Linked DNA regions of Sus scrofa: region 1 is linked to region 2. The links are chromatin contacts, called in public HiChIP or PLAC-seq maps. All regions are on one chromosome and are shown on one strand. Each heading gives the region's core, a stretch centred on a gene start, on an enhancer-like site or on the middle of the called end of the contact. The rest is flanking DNA. Distances are from core to core; before and after follow the strand shown.

Region 1 (7,657 bases), core at 1,214-3,713, 74 kb before region 2:
GACCCAGTTACACATACAAGTGTACATAATTTTTTCTCCCATTGTCATGCTGTGTTGTAAGTATCTAGACATAGTTCTCAGTGCAACACAGCAGGATGTCATTGCAAATCTATTCCATGAGCAGTAGTTTGCATCCGTTGACCCCAAGCTCCCAATCCCTCCCTGCAGCACTTTAGGGTAACCATTTCTGCACTTGTCTGTATGCCTCACTCAGGGTTTCCTCAAAGGGAGGACTCACGGCAGCGCTTTGTTGTGTTTTTCATTAGTCAAAGTCCTCACAGTTTGTTCATCTGTAAACTGTGTATTTCATCTTGCTTTATCACTTCCTTTTGGCCAAGCATTGTGATCATTAGCCAATAGATTTTTAGAGTGAAATCCATCCAGCTAATAAAAAACAAAGAAGCGTCTGTGATGGTCGGAAACAGCACTGGATGGATGTTTATATGCAATTCCATACAATTGTTTTAATGAAGGCGGCCTAAATTATAGTCGATCTGAAGCAATAAAGGAGCTAGGGCTGGACAAGTGATGCATGCACTGCCAGTCGTATGGAATATACCTGCACTGCTTTCTGAAGATTTCGAAAAGTGTGTGTGGAGGCCTGACAAAGACATTTAATAACCCAGCAGGTGTATTTTCTATCTTGACATAGAGGTCTCTCCATCTCCCCTTTTGTCTCTAGTTAGTAAATTCTGAATTGTTTTGATGTTGGCTCTGGTTTATATTTTATGTTTTATGATCTTCTCCAAGAGGGTCTTGGGAAGATCTTTGCAGGTCTTTTCTTGGATGTCACTGCCTTTTTCGATGTCTCAAAAATTCCAAACAAAGCAAATAAACACTGTGGTCTGAATAGCGGATCCTGGGAGTTCCCTTTGTGGCTCAGCAGTTAAGGAACCTGACTAGGATCCATGAGGATGCAGGTTCAATCTATGGACTCGCTCAGTGGGTCGGGGATCCGGCGTTGCTGTAGTGTAGGTTACAGATGCAACTCAGATCTGGCACTGCTGTGGCTGTGGCGTAGGCCAGCAGCTGTAGCTCCAATTCAACCCCCAGCCTGGGAACTTCCATATACCTTGAGTGTGGCCCTAAAAACCATCAATCAATCAATCAATCAATCAAACAATCAATGAATAGGTGATCCTAAGCAGAGGTGAGGATGCTTGGGGACAATTTTGGTCTTGAGTTTTCAATAGAAGATGGGACAGAAAATAGAGAGAAAGGAAAATATCTTTAGAATGTGCAAAGAATGCCTCCTGTGCTTTTTTTTTTTTTTTTTTTTTTTTTTTTTTGTCTTTTTGCCTTTTCTAGGGCTGCTGCCACGGCATATGGAGATTCCCAGGCTAGGGGTCTAATCAGAGCTATAGCCACTGGCCTATGCCAGAGCCATAGCAACGCAGGATTTGAGCCACGTCTGCAACCTATACCGCAGCTCATGGCAACGCCGGATCCTTAACCCACTGAGCAAGGCCAGGGATAGAACCCGCAACCTCATGGTTCCTAGTCGGATTCATTAACCACTGCACCATGACGGGAACTCCTCCTGTGCTCTTTAAAAAGAAAATTCCCTCGGAAATGGGTACAACCTAAACTGGCATCTAATAATGATTAATAATAATAATTATGACAATAATAATGGCTATTATTTATTGTGTGGCACCAGGCACATTATGTGAATCATCTAAGTCTTGCAGCAACACTGCACAGTAGGTATTACTAATTTCCATTGTAGAGATCCAGAAATTGAGGCTAAGAAATGTTAAGTAACTTGCTACAAGTCCACACCCAGAAAGAGGCAGATTTGAATCCGAGTCTATACTCAGCTCCTCAAAATGTGTTCTTTCCACTGAGGCTTAACTTTTTTTTTTTTTTTTTTTTTTTTTTTTTTAATGTCTGCACCCAAGGCATATGAAAGTTCCCGGGGCCAGGGATGGAATCCAAGCTACAGCTATGACCTATGCTGCAACGGTGGCAACACCAGATCCTTAACCCACTGTATTGGGCTGGGGATCAAACTGGAACCTTGGCAGGGACCCAAGGTGCTGCTGCAGTCAGATTCTTTTTTTTTTTTTTTTTTTGGGCCACACCCGCAGCATATGGAGGTTCCCAGGCTAGGGGTCCAATCGGAGCTACAGCCATTGGCCTATGCCACAGCCACAGCAATGCCAGAAACCAGCCGAGTCTGCGACCTACACCACAGCTCATGGCAACACCAGATCCTTAAATCACTAAGCGAGGACAGGGATTGAACGGGCAATCTCATGGTTCCTAGTCAGATTCGTTTCCACCGCACCACGACAGGAACTCCTGCAGTCAGATTCTTAACCCACTGTGCCACAGCGGGAACTCCCTGCGGCTTAACTTTGAGCAAAAGCAGAAGTTGGTGGATCAAGGGCTCACAGTGAGAAGTCTCAGAGTTGGTTTCTGGTGGAACGGATGGAGGGGGAGGGAGTTCCTGGAAGCAATGGAAAACAGGAAACACCAAAGAGAATAGGCATCGAGGTGATGTGTTTGCTGATCACTGTCCCTGGCTGCCTCTGGGCATCGAAATCATCCCCACCCAAGCAGAGTTCTGCTCACCTGGAGGTGGTCTCAAGTCAATGATGTCATAGTTGGCTCATCACTGCCCCCTGTTGGCTAGGCTGGCATAACCTCTGGTACCTACTGTCGCAGCAGTTATCTGAGGATTCTGTTTTTGCCATAACCCTAGTGGTGAGCACAGCCACCTCTATGATTCTGTTGCTTGTCCCTGTACAGCTTTGAACAGGTCAATCTGACTCTTCAGGCAGGACTTTCCTTATCTGTCTCCATGACAGGCTGAAACCAGAATAGGACCCATTTTCCTGCCCCAAGGCGCCAAGAGACATAGCAAAGAAGTTAGGAGTGCAGGCTATGGCACTAGGCTGCCTGGGTTTGAATTACATGTCAACCACATACTAGCTGTTGTACTAGTGGTACTAATGACCTTAGGCTAATGAGGTCTACACTTCTTTCAGCCTCAGTTTCCTACTCGCAGAGTTGCTATGAGGATTGCATTGCATAATGTAGAGAGCGTTTTTGGCACACAGCACATGTTTAATAAAACATACACTACTAATATTCTTATTTGCATTTTCGGCATCAACGGAGGGCTTGATATCTGGCAGCTTTTGTCTCTATACAATGCCCCCTGCCCACTGTGTTAGATGTTATTTGGTTTAGGTCCTGGACCTAACTATTGTGAGCTTTAATGAGATCCCAAGTGAGGTACGTCCTGTAAATAAATCATAGGAAATATCCTGGTCATACATAATAGCATCCTGCATTCCATCCCTTTCTTCTGCAGGGCCCCATCCTTGCCAGGAGTGTTCTTCCTGATCCTCTGTGACTAAACTTAAGAGGGAATTTGGGTCCATTGAGGAAACCCACAACTTCATTCAGCCACGAGGGCACATTGTTTGCTTTAAATAGATGGGAATGATGACCAGTCACGGCGAACCCCTGAAGTGTCACTGGACGTCATTCTGGGACGTGGTGTGCAGCGTAGCCACACCCACATGTGAACTTCTGGGTCCTTGCAGCCGCTCAGACCCTGGGAGCCCTAGAACCCTCAGCAGGTCAGCAATGGCAGTGATGAATGTGGGGCAGAGCCCCCTTCCCCAAGGTTTTCTTCCACATCCTGAGAGTCTAAATTCAGTTCCTTTTTATGTACGAAAAAGTCCGTAGCGAGAACCAGAAAGGGAGCCTGAACTTCAATCTCCAGTTCAGTGGGAAATCCAAGGTGGGTCCCAGATTAGACAAAACAAGATGCCCCAACTTTCAGTCCCAGGACACTTACAGTGCCTGCATGGCTGTGCTCTAATGCGTTGTTCATAGCAGCACCCTGAGGCCCAAAAGCTTGTGTAAGCCCCTCTGCCTGACAGATGCAGAGATGGGCAATGAGGAGTTCCTGGCCTGCCCAGAGGTTCCCAGTGAATCTGTGGGACATTCAGAATGAAAATAGACATAGCTTTTCCCACTCGGTCCTGAGCACTGCTCACCAATACTCTTCCCTACCAGTATCTACGTAGGGCTGCTATAGATCAAATATTTATACACGCCCAAGTTCCTTCCCACTACACCGAGTTCCTCATCATACAACAGTACTTAAAATTCTTTTCTTGTTAAATTTTTTTTTTTTTTCATTTTTGGCTGCCCCAAGACACATGGATGTCCCAGGCCAGGGATCAATCTGAGCCTCAGCTGCAACCTATGCTGCAGCTGTGGCAACACCAGATCCTTAGCTACGGTGCCAGGCTGGGGATCGAACCTGTGTCCCAGCTCTCCAGAAACGTGCTGATCCCATTTCACCACAGCGGGAATTTCTCTTGTTAAATTTTGATGTTCCTCTTTAAAAAGTATGTTAAATGATGAAACATAAGCATTCAGAAAAGTACAGAAAATAGACTCTTGAATAACTACCATTAAGATTGAATATTTTGGTGGTCCCATCACGGCTTAGCAGAAACTAATCTGACTAGCATCCATGAGGATGTGGGCTCAATCCCTGGCCTTGCTCAGTGGGTTAAGTATCCGGCATTGCCATGAGCTGTGGTGTAGGTTGCTAATGCAGCTTGGATTCCACATAGCTGTGGCTATTGTGTAGGCTGGCAGCTATAGCTCTGATTTGACCCCTAGCCTGGGAACCTCCATATGCCATGGGTGCACTCCTAAATAGAAGAAAAAAAAATTGAATACTTTGCCTTATTTGCTCTAGACTTTTGTTCTTATTAGTGTTTTTTGGACCATGCCTGAGGCATGTGGTAGTTCCCAGGCCAGGGATTGAACCCGCATCCTCATGGATACTAGTCAGATTGGTCACTGAGCCATAGCAGTGACCTGAGCTCTTAGTTTCAACACCAGATCCTAGACTCTGTTACTTTTTACTGACATGTAATGTGGTGTGAATTTATAATATACAAGGTGCTGATCTGATACATTCGTAGTTTGCAATTTGACTCCCCTGGCACATTGCTCCCACATCACATACTTATTTCTCTTTTTGCGGCGAGAATAAAGAGCAGATCTAGTCTCTTGGCCAGTTGGGAGGTTATGGAGAGCGTTGTTGACTCTCATCACTGTGCTGTGCATTAGCTTCCCGGGGCTGATTGCTCTACTTGGGGCAAGTCTGTGCCCTTAAAAAAACATTTCCCCAGGCCTCCCATCCCCCAGCCACTGGTAATCACTATCCTACTATTTCTATTCCTAGGCGTTCAGCCTTTTAAGATTCCACGTATAAGGGATATTGTATAGTATTTGCCTTTCTCTGCCTGACTAACTCACTTAGCATAAGTTCCTCAAGATGCATCCCTGTTGTTCCAAAAGGTAGATTGCTTTGTTATGGAGACAGAGACGGGTGGAGGGGGGATGTGGGTGGGAAGGAAGGGAGGGAGGGGGATGGGGAGAGGGAGAGAGAAAAGGAGAGGGGGAGAGAAGGGGAGAGAGAGAGAATTCACAATAAATAGGAATTCGTTAATCCAAAAGGTTTCAGATGTTCTCAGGGGCTTCTTTAAAATACAGGGTAATTAATTATTATGGACATGCAAGCATAAGCCATGGTAACTCTTGTGTAAGAAAACAATAAAAATCTCTCCAATCCATCACCATTGCAGCGACACTTACACAAATTATACAGAAAGTTTACAAATTCTGAAGAAAAGCCACCTTACTATTTTTTAACTAAAAAAAAAGGAGGACGTCTTATCTGAGAACCGTAAAATGAAAACCCCCACAAAAATTGCACGGCCTAGTCTTCAAGATCAGTTTCAGAATTTTCAGAAGCATGAAACCCATATTGAAGGAGAAAATCTGATAAAGTCCCCTGTTAGAGATATGGTCAATCTCTTTTAGGTCCAAAAGAAAACTTAAATTATAAATAAAAAAAGCTGTGTGACCAAAGAATATAACAAAATGACACATGTTAATGTGCCCTTAATATATTCTTCAAGTCATGAAATAGATTGTGGTCTTTTGCAAAAATGGCACAATCCCTCCCTGAATCTAGGCTCCTCATAATGTGACAGTAAAGGGAAGTGTAGAGATGAAGTTTATTTTCTTTCCTTTTGAATCTGGAGCGCATCTACCTGCCTTGGCCAATAACATGCAGAAGTGACAACGCATCAGTTCAGAAGTTAGCCTTCATAAGGTCTTTCATGCTTGTACTTGATCTCTTGGAACACTGCCTTCCCGTCATAGGAACAAGCCTGGAAGACAGGAGACCTGATGGATCAAAGCTGAGTCAGCTGAGTTGGAGGCCTTGGAGAGGTGAGAGAGCTCAGTTAAGATCGACCAAGCTGCCTGCTTACCTAGCCACTGAGCACAGATGCACAAAGAAGACCAGAAGAACCACCCTGCTGAGCCCGACCTAGATTGTCAACATATACAACGGCAGACTCCGGCTTTGCAATATTCGTTCCACAGCAATGGTTACTGAGGTATGGTTCCTCACCCTACAGAAAGCAGAGCTGTTAACGTCTTTGGTTTCTTTCCTTTTCCTATATTTATGCTGATGCAATTGGTGAATATTTGATGATTTGCAAAGGGCTTTATGGCAAAATAACAATTTTTTCCCAACAAAATATGTGAATGTCTTACTGGGCACAACAGCCACTGGAACCAGTAAACAATTGTGTACACAGCTGGGCACCCATCTATGACAGACACACCTGGATCACACCACCATGCCCTGTGTCTTCACCAGCAGCCACTGAAGCATCTACCTAGAACACTCTACTCTAGTTTCATGGCAAAGATCTAGTAGTTTGAAAACCTGTCTTTTTAAGCAAATTTGATTTTTTTTAAAAATTGCATTCTGAGCATACCTTTTTTTTTCTCAGCCAGAGGAAACTGCTGGCTGGAATTTTCAGACTCAGAGTTGAATCGTTAGTTTCTTCATGGAAAGCAAATAAAAACAAACAAACAAAACCCTAGACTACAACCCTTAAAGGGAACTGTTGTATAACCACTGGTGGGAATGTAAATTGTGCAGCCAGTCTGGAAAAAGAGTAGGGAGGTTAAAAAACTAAAAATAGAGCTACCATATGATCCAACAATCCCACTCTTGGGCATATATCCAAAAAACCCTTCAAAACACTAATTTGAAAAGATACATGTAGCCCAATATTCATAGCAACATTATTTATAATTACTAAGATGTGGAAGAAACCTTAGTGTCCATCAAGAGATGAATGGATTAAAAAAATGTGATATATATAGATATAGATATAGATATATATCTATATTTATACACACACACAATGGAATTCTATTCAGCCATAAAAAAATGAAATTTTGTCATTTTCAGCAACATGGATGGACTTGGAAGGCATTATGCCAAATAAAATAAGTAAGACAGAGAAGGACAAATACTGTATGATATCTCTCAGAAGAGGAATCTGAATATATAACAACAAAGAAGCAGACTCACAGATATAGAGAACAAACTACTGGTTACTAGTGGGAGGGGCCGTATAGGGGTGAGGGAGTAGGAGACACAAACTATTGGCTGTACGAGAGGCTCAAGGATGTATTGTACAACGTGGGGAATAGAGCCAGTATTTTGTAATTACTATAAATGGAAGGTAACCTTTAAATCGTGCAAAATTTTTTTAAATTAAAAAAGTATATTTTAAAACCCACATAA
Region 2 (7,102 bases), core at 381-2,880:
AGCCACTGATCTACACCATAGCCACAGCAATGCCTGATCTGAGCCACATCTTCAACCTACACCACAGCTCATGGCAATGCCGGATCCTTAACCCACTGAGCAAGACCAGGGATTGAACCTATGTATTCATGGATGCTAGTCAGATTAATTTCTGCTGAGCCATGATGGGAACTGCCACTGAATGCTTATGTTATAAAATCTCCATGTGTAACCCAAATGCCAATCTGGACAGAATGGGAAGCTTTCTTCATTAAGGAAAGGTGGCCTCTCATTCTTTGTTAGTGTTCTTTACAAAAAGAACAGTTTATTGAGAGAGAACTTACATGCTATACACTTCACCCATTTCAACTACACAATTCAGTGGATTTTAGTGTACTCACTGGATTGTTCAACCATCACCACAACCTAATTTTAGAACATTTTCATCAACCCCAAATGAAACCACATATTTATTAGCTGGCACTACTGCTTCTCATTTCTCTCCCTCCATCCCCTAGACTGCCACAAGCCCTGATTCTATAGACTTGCCTGTTCTGGACATTTAATCTAAATGTGATCTTTGTGACACTTTTACTGAGCATCCTGTTTTCAAGGTTCATCATGTTACAGCACACACATCAGCACTTCATTGCTTTTTCCAGCTGAAGAAAATTTCATCGTGTAGAGATAACACATTCAGCCATTGGTGGGCATTTGGGTGGTTTATACTTTGGGGCTATTATGAAGAAGGCTGCTATGGACATTCACGTATTGATTTGTGTTTGGATGTATGTTTTTCATCTCTTTTGGAGAGCAGCCTAGGAGTAGCATTGCTGGATCATAGGTTAATTCCATGTTTAACCTTTTGAAGAACAGCCAGGCTGTCTTCCATAGCTGCTGCACCATTTTTACTTTCCCACCAGCAGTGCATGAACGTTTTAATTTCTCCACATCTTTGCCAATCTTGTTAAGGTCTGTCCTTTTGATTATAGCCATCCTAGTGAGTAAGAGGTGGTAGCAATTCTGCTCTCCTGATTGAATTCTAGCACATAGACTTTGGGTAGGGTGGGGTGAAACAGCCAGCAGGACGATGGCTGGCCTTCTGTCTTTTTTGACTTGGCCCCCAGCATGCAGACAGACTCTGGGGAAACAGAAGCAGAGAGTGCAGAAGGTCCCAGAATTTCCCCTCGCCTCCTTCTCCCTTCTGCTTCTGACACTCCCACGCCCACCATCTTGGACAAAAGTCTAAACACTTTTTGGAAGCTCCCATGCGTCACTTTATAATCCCACTGCCAGCTCTTTGGGAAAAGGATAGTTAGAACTAGCACTGGTATGGTGAAATGAGTGGGCGACAGGCAAAACCCAAACAGTCTATGCAAATCCTGAGGCATTTCAGAACTACTCACGAACACACTGAATCCCATATTTGGGTCTGGAAAATGTCCCAGCACTGACAGAGCGTCATCTGTGCGTCATCCTTCCTCAACCTGGGAACCCAAGAGACCCGCGGATAGAAATGCTAGGGAGTGAGCTGTGATCATTTGGGGGCAGGAGAACAATTTTTTAAAAAATGCTCGCTGTGTACATAAAAATATTTTGAGTCCCTGGGAAAGTAGCAGAGAGGCAGGGACTGCCCTCTGGCTTAAGTGCTTCAGAGCTGCACGCCAAGAGCTATGTTTAGAAATCTCTCCCCCAAGTTCTACAAACGATTATAAAGGGCTCCTAAGGCCATAAAAGTGATGTCATCCTATCAATTACCCGAGTTACGAAAGTCAGTTCTCATATACATGCCAGGTCCCAGTAGAAAGAAAAGCAGAGCCGTTTGGAAAAAAAAAAAAAAAAAAATCAGTCCAGACCTTGAAGAGAAGACCTCACTGCACCACCCCCCACCCCCGAGCCTCTCTTTCTTAATCTCTTGTTATTTGGTTTCCATGGATGATTTTTGAGCAGTTATTTTTGCAGGCCTGTGTTGATGTAATCACAGCCTTCTGTGACAAAATAGCTGCCTTGTTTTGTTTAGGGATTAGAAGCACTTGGAAGGGTAATGGTCCAGGGTCTGTGGGAGGTGAGGCTGTAAAGTTGGGGAGAGGGTCTGTTGGTTGCTTGAGAACCATCTCCCCTTGCTTCTCGCAGAGGGAGATTAAGATGAGTTACTGCTCAGAGGAGAGCTGCTGAGAGAGAACTTTCCCTTTCAGCGGGAACTGGGAAGATGGTAGAAAATGTGTGTCTCGAAGCTGTGAAGAGGTTTGAGGATAACTCAGGGAGGAGGCAGTCAGTGTTTCTCCTTCAGACATAAAAGAAGGCAGGTAGAATTGGTAAGGGGTAAATCAGGAAAAAAAATTACCTTCTTTTTTTTTTCTTTGCACGTGGAAGTTCCCAGACCAGGGATTGACTCCCACACCACAGCAGCTACCTGAGCCCCTGCAGTGACAACGATGGATCCTTAACCCACTGAGCCACACAGGAACTCCGAAAACATTTACTTTTAATCGTAGGTTCCTTTTGACCCTTGCCCAAACTGCAGGCATGGCATTCTTTATAATATTATGCTGCTTATAATAGATTAGAGGGTTTTTTTAAAATGTAGTACTCATTTCTAGTAAAGTCTCCTCTCCAAAATTCTAAAGAATTTAGTGAACCCTATTAAAAAAAAATCCTTAGTGTCTTGAGCTTAATAGAAATGTAATGACAAAGAATGAATGAAAATGTGTATTTTATATAAGAGTGTAGGCTGTGGCTTTTCCTGCTGCTCTTGGGTGGTGTGCCTTTATAAAATCTACCCTGAAGTAGCTTAAGCTCCATAATGGGAGTTTCTGTTATTCTTGCTTTCGTTTCTCAAAAAGCAGGCACACAGGGTCTGCCCTACATCCCCTTAAGTAGTGGAGACATGACACAGGATGACAGTGACAATGCTGGAGGCTTGATGAATGGGGGTGGAATGGCCTTGCTAATGGAGGTGGGGTCAATGCCACTTTTGTAGGTCAGATGCAATTTTGGTGAGATAATGACTTTGGGAAGCCACTCTCTAGCTGTGTTTTCCCCGTGCTTTCTTAGAATGCTTTTCTCAAGGGGAAAGAGAAAGCAGAGAGATAAAGGACATTTGCCATCTGAAGGACCCAGCTGGAGACAATCTCCTGACCACTACATTGTCCACACTGGGGCTTTGTATCCTTAGTATCACCTAGTCCAGAAGTCTGGACTCCAACCAGCCACAGCGCTGCCTGGTTCCAGAGACTGTATTCCAACACATCTATTCACTTCTATCTATCCCATTTTTTCGGAATTAACAAAAGTCCTCTCATGAAACAATATCCATAACAATGACAGAAAACCCCAAAACATATAAAAACAAAAAGCAACCATGAGTTCTCCAGTCGAGTTGGTCAAGGGGATTGAATTAGTTCATGAACTGGATGTTTGTATTGCAAATTCAAAGCAAGCCAAGAAGCAAAATCCCTTGATAGATACAAAATTAGGCCTGTTTTAGGATAAGCTTATTAATGGAGTGAGTTGCCTAGACTACCGCTGAAGAATTTAATACTGCACTTTCTCATTAAGATCTCTTGTGGATAAAAATATTATTTGGAGTATGGCTTTTTTGAAACCATTCAAATTAGCCTGATTATGGGTAGCACGGTCTGTTCTGCACCCCTGGCTGACCAAGGATAGTAGAGGTGGCTTAGGATTTAGCAACAGAGCTTGGAAAACCAAGAACTACATGGGGGGTGGAGAGTCAGGCAAATCATGTTTGGGAAATCAGGACAGTGCTCACAGACATCCAGAGTTTAAAGGTCGAGGTGAATCAATGAGTGCCAAGCAGGCAATCCAAGTATCTGTGAATAATGAATTTAGAGTTCAGGTTAACCAGGTGGCTGGAAACTAGATGGACTGAGAGCAAACAGACCAAAAGATATACGGAAGGGCAAGCCAGGTAATTCACAGCTGGGCATAAGGCTAGAGGGAAAGCATGTCAGGCCAGACCCTGCTCCACCTGCCTGTGCCAGAAGTTTTCACATTCTTCTCGCCAGCGCAGTGGTCAAGTTCTCAGCAGGGCGCAATGACCTGCAGGTGGAAGCAGGTGATCTGGGACCCACCAAAGTACAAGTGTACAGGTGAGGAGGAAGTAAGGCTCCAGCAGGTATTGATATCAGCCGTCTAAAGTTTTCTTTATTTATTACCAAAGGGGAAAGGGGGAGAGGGGTGAATTACAGATTTGGGATTAATAGATACACACTACTATACATAACATAGATAAACAACAAGGACCTACTGTATAGCCCAGGGAACTATATTCAATTTCTTATAATAACCTATAATGGAAAAGAATCTGAAAAAGAATATATATATATATATATATATATATATATATATATATATATGAGTAACTTTGCTGTACACCTGAAACATTGTCAATCACCTACAGTTCAATGTAAAATTCCCTTTATTTAGACCTCTTCTCTGTCTTCTCAACTTCAGACAGAGGCACAGTGGCCCTTATAAGTGAAGCATCTATTTAACCAAAGTCTCACTGTGTCTCTGAATTTGCAAGCGGTCCTTTTCCTCAACTGGAAACTCTAAAATTGGAGAGGCAAGAGGGCCAGGGAAAGAGGTGATGGGAAGAAATTCAACATCTTTTAACGATTCAAGAGAAAAAGATAGAATCACACTCACTCAGGCCACGAAAGCATTTGAAGATCTACAAGGAAAATTAGCTGAGACTTTACGGTTTTATTTGTCATGAAAGACAGAATAAAATGAACGCTTTTCTTTTTTTTCAAAAGAAGTCTCTATGTGGTATAATTTGAGGTAAATTTCCATGAGAGAGGGAGGAAACTGGACTGGGGGATTGGTTATTTTCCCCCTGATGCAGAAACAAAGGTGATGATTTAAGATGTGGCTACGAGGAGACACTTAAAAACAAAATGCCTTCTGTTTGGGTCTCTTAATAAAGCCAGGACCCCGGCCTCATTGTACCACAGCTGGGAGCAGGCTTCTCCTTAATTAAGCACCGGTAACGGGCAGGCTGACATATCCTTCATGAGTTTGACCACAATTAAGCAGCCCGAGGCAGTCTCTCCAGGGAACACCCCACCGCCTCCACCAAAACTCTAAACATGGGTTGGATTTTGAAATGCGAAAAACAGAGCTGCCCATGAGGCAGCGATTTCATGAAACTGACCGTGTCTTCAGAGCCCAAACCAGGATGTGAACCCCTTCCTCATGTCCCTTGGGAAGCATGGAAGACTTTACCTGTTGGGTTTCCACTCTCCAACTCTCTGGGTTTCAGAAACTGATTTTTTTTTCCCTCCAAAAAGTGGTACAATACACACAAGCAGAAAATTTACCACTGTGACCATTTTTAATTGCATAGTTTGATGGTATTAATACATTCACACTGTTGTGCACCTGTCTCTACAATTCATCTTTAGAATGAAAAACTGAAATTCGGTACCCATCGTACACCCTCCTCAGGCCCTGGTAACCACTATTCTACTTTCGGCCGGTAGGAATCTGCCTACTCCAGGCACCTCATGCAAGTGGAATTTCGCAGTATTTGTTCTTTTGTGACCGGGCTTATTTCATTTAGCATCATGTTTTCAAGGTTCATCCATGTTGTAGCCTGTGTTCGAATCTGCTTCCTTTTTAAGACTGAATAATATCCCATCGTATGTGTAGACCACATTTTGTTTCTCCCTTCGTCTGTTGATAGACACTGGGATTTCTTCCACCAAAAGGCAGAGACTACTATTTCTTCAAGTATTCGCTAATACTTCTCTGTGAATAATACTGCTATGACATGGAAACAACCTAAGTGTCCATCAACAGAGGGATGGATTAAGAAGATGTGGTACATATATGCAATGAAGTATTACTCAGCCCTAAAAAGGAATAAACCAATGCCATTTGCAGCAACATGGATGGACCTAGAGATTATCCTACTAAGTGAAGTAAGTCAGACAAATATCATATGATATCATTATATGGGGAATCTACAAAAATGATATAAACAAACTTATTTACAAAACAGAAATAGACTCACAGACGTAGAACACGAATTTACAGTTACCAAAGAGTATGGTGGGGTGAGGGTGGTGAGAGATAAATTAGGTGTTCGGAATTAGCATGTATACACACTACGATATATAAAATAAACAAGGACCTACTATATAGCACAGATACATAATATCTTTTAAAAACCAATAATGGAAAAAAATCTGAAACAATATGTGTGTGTGTGTAACAATCACTTTGCTATACACCTGACACGAACACAACATTGTACATTAATTATACTGCAATAAAATAAATAAAAATCATGCTGCTATGCACATGGGTGTACAAATATCTCTTGGAGTCTTTGCTTTCATTTCAACTTCAGAAATGGAACTGCTGGATTACATGGTGATTCAGTTTAATTTTTAAAGAAACTGACATACCATTGGTAGTAATCTTTTTCTCCTACTGCTTCTGTTCTGTCCTATTCCTGGGCTGCTCCTGAGACAGACTTGGACCTTCCCTATAGACAGACACACAGCTGCTGACCTCTAGGACTTGTTTACCTGAACAGGTCCTGCTCTGGTGGTCCCCAGGTGAACCTGCCATTCTTCACATGCACCAGCCTCACCTTTACTACGTCTGCTTGATTTTCATTTTCACTCCCGGGCTGAAACCAGAGTCCAGCTCTGAAGCCCAGCTCAGGGTGCACTTTGCGTGACCCTCACATTTTCATCCTCCTGGACTTTCAGCAGGGACCACTCTGCTCATTGTCTCCCATGGGGTCTTAGCCATGAGGAGGGCTGGTTCCTCCCCTGAGGGCCAAAGGGCAAGAAAAGGAAGTTGAGGATGGCTGGTGCCCTCTGAGCAGGTCACAGGGGCTAGGGTGTTTTGGAAGTCAGTGGCTCAGGCTGATTGAGGCTGTGGCCCCCATTTAAGTTACTATGAATGAAGGTTGGCTTCTCGTGGTGGGTGTGAGTAGGGCTCAGCATCAGGATGTGGAAAGATGCGGGCAGGGATTGGGAATATTTCTGATCTGAAGCAGAGCTCCCACTAGAGCAGAGCTAGCAAGAGGGAGGCTCAAGTAGGCTCCAGCCTCCATGGAAAAGCAGAGGCAGATCAGGGTCAA

The links. HiChIP or PLAC-seq counts read pairs in DNA pulled down with a chosen protein or histone mark.
Region 1: a contact with region 2 is called in an H3K27ac HiChIP or PLAC-seq map of alveolar macrophages. The contact joins two enhancer-like sites. A contact is called at or near these places in 3 of 47 Hi-C or Micro-C datasets (embryonic fibroblasts, liver and skeletal muscle) and 2 of 2 datasets of contacts at active chromatin or transcription factors (alveolar macrophages and skeletal muscle).

The regions. Positions count from the first base shown.
Region 1 is chr10:47,787,022-47,794,678 of Sscrofa11.1, reverse strand. All of the region lies in intron 2 of FRMD4A (FERM domain-containing protein 4A), which reads right to left. Among named protein-coding and RNA genes, the nearest start is that of PRPF18, 330 kb to the left of the region's middle. Within about 2 kb of position 2,463, at least 4 of the 83 cell types and tissues checked have an H3K27ac peak or open chromatin away from gene starts, as enhancers often do. A contact at or near this core is called in alveolar macrophages, where this site is marked.
Region 2 is chr10:47,712,954-47,720,055 of Sscrofa11.1, reverse strand. All of the region lies in intron 2 of FRMD4A (FERM domain-containing protein 4A), which reads right to left. Among named protein-coding and RNA genes, the nearest start is that of FRMD4A, 330 kb to the right of the region's middle. Within about 2 kb of position 1,630, at least 25 of the 83 cell types and tissues checked have an H3K27ac peak or open chromatin away from gene starts, as enhancers often do. A contact at or near this core is called in alveolar macrophages, where this site is marked.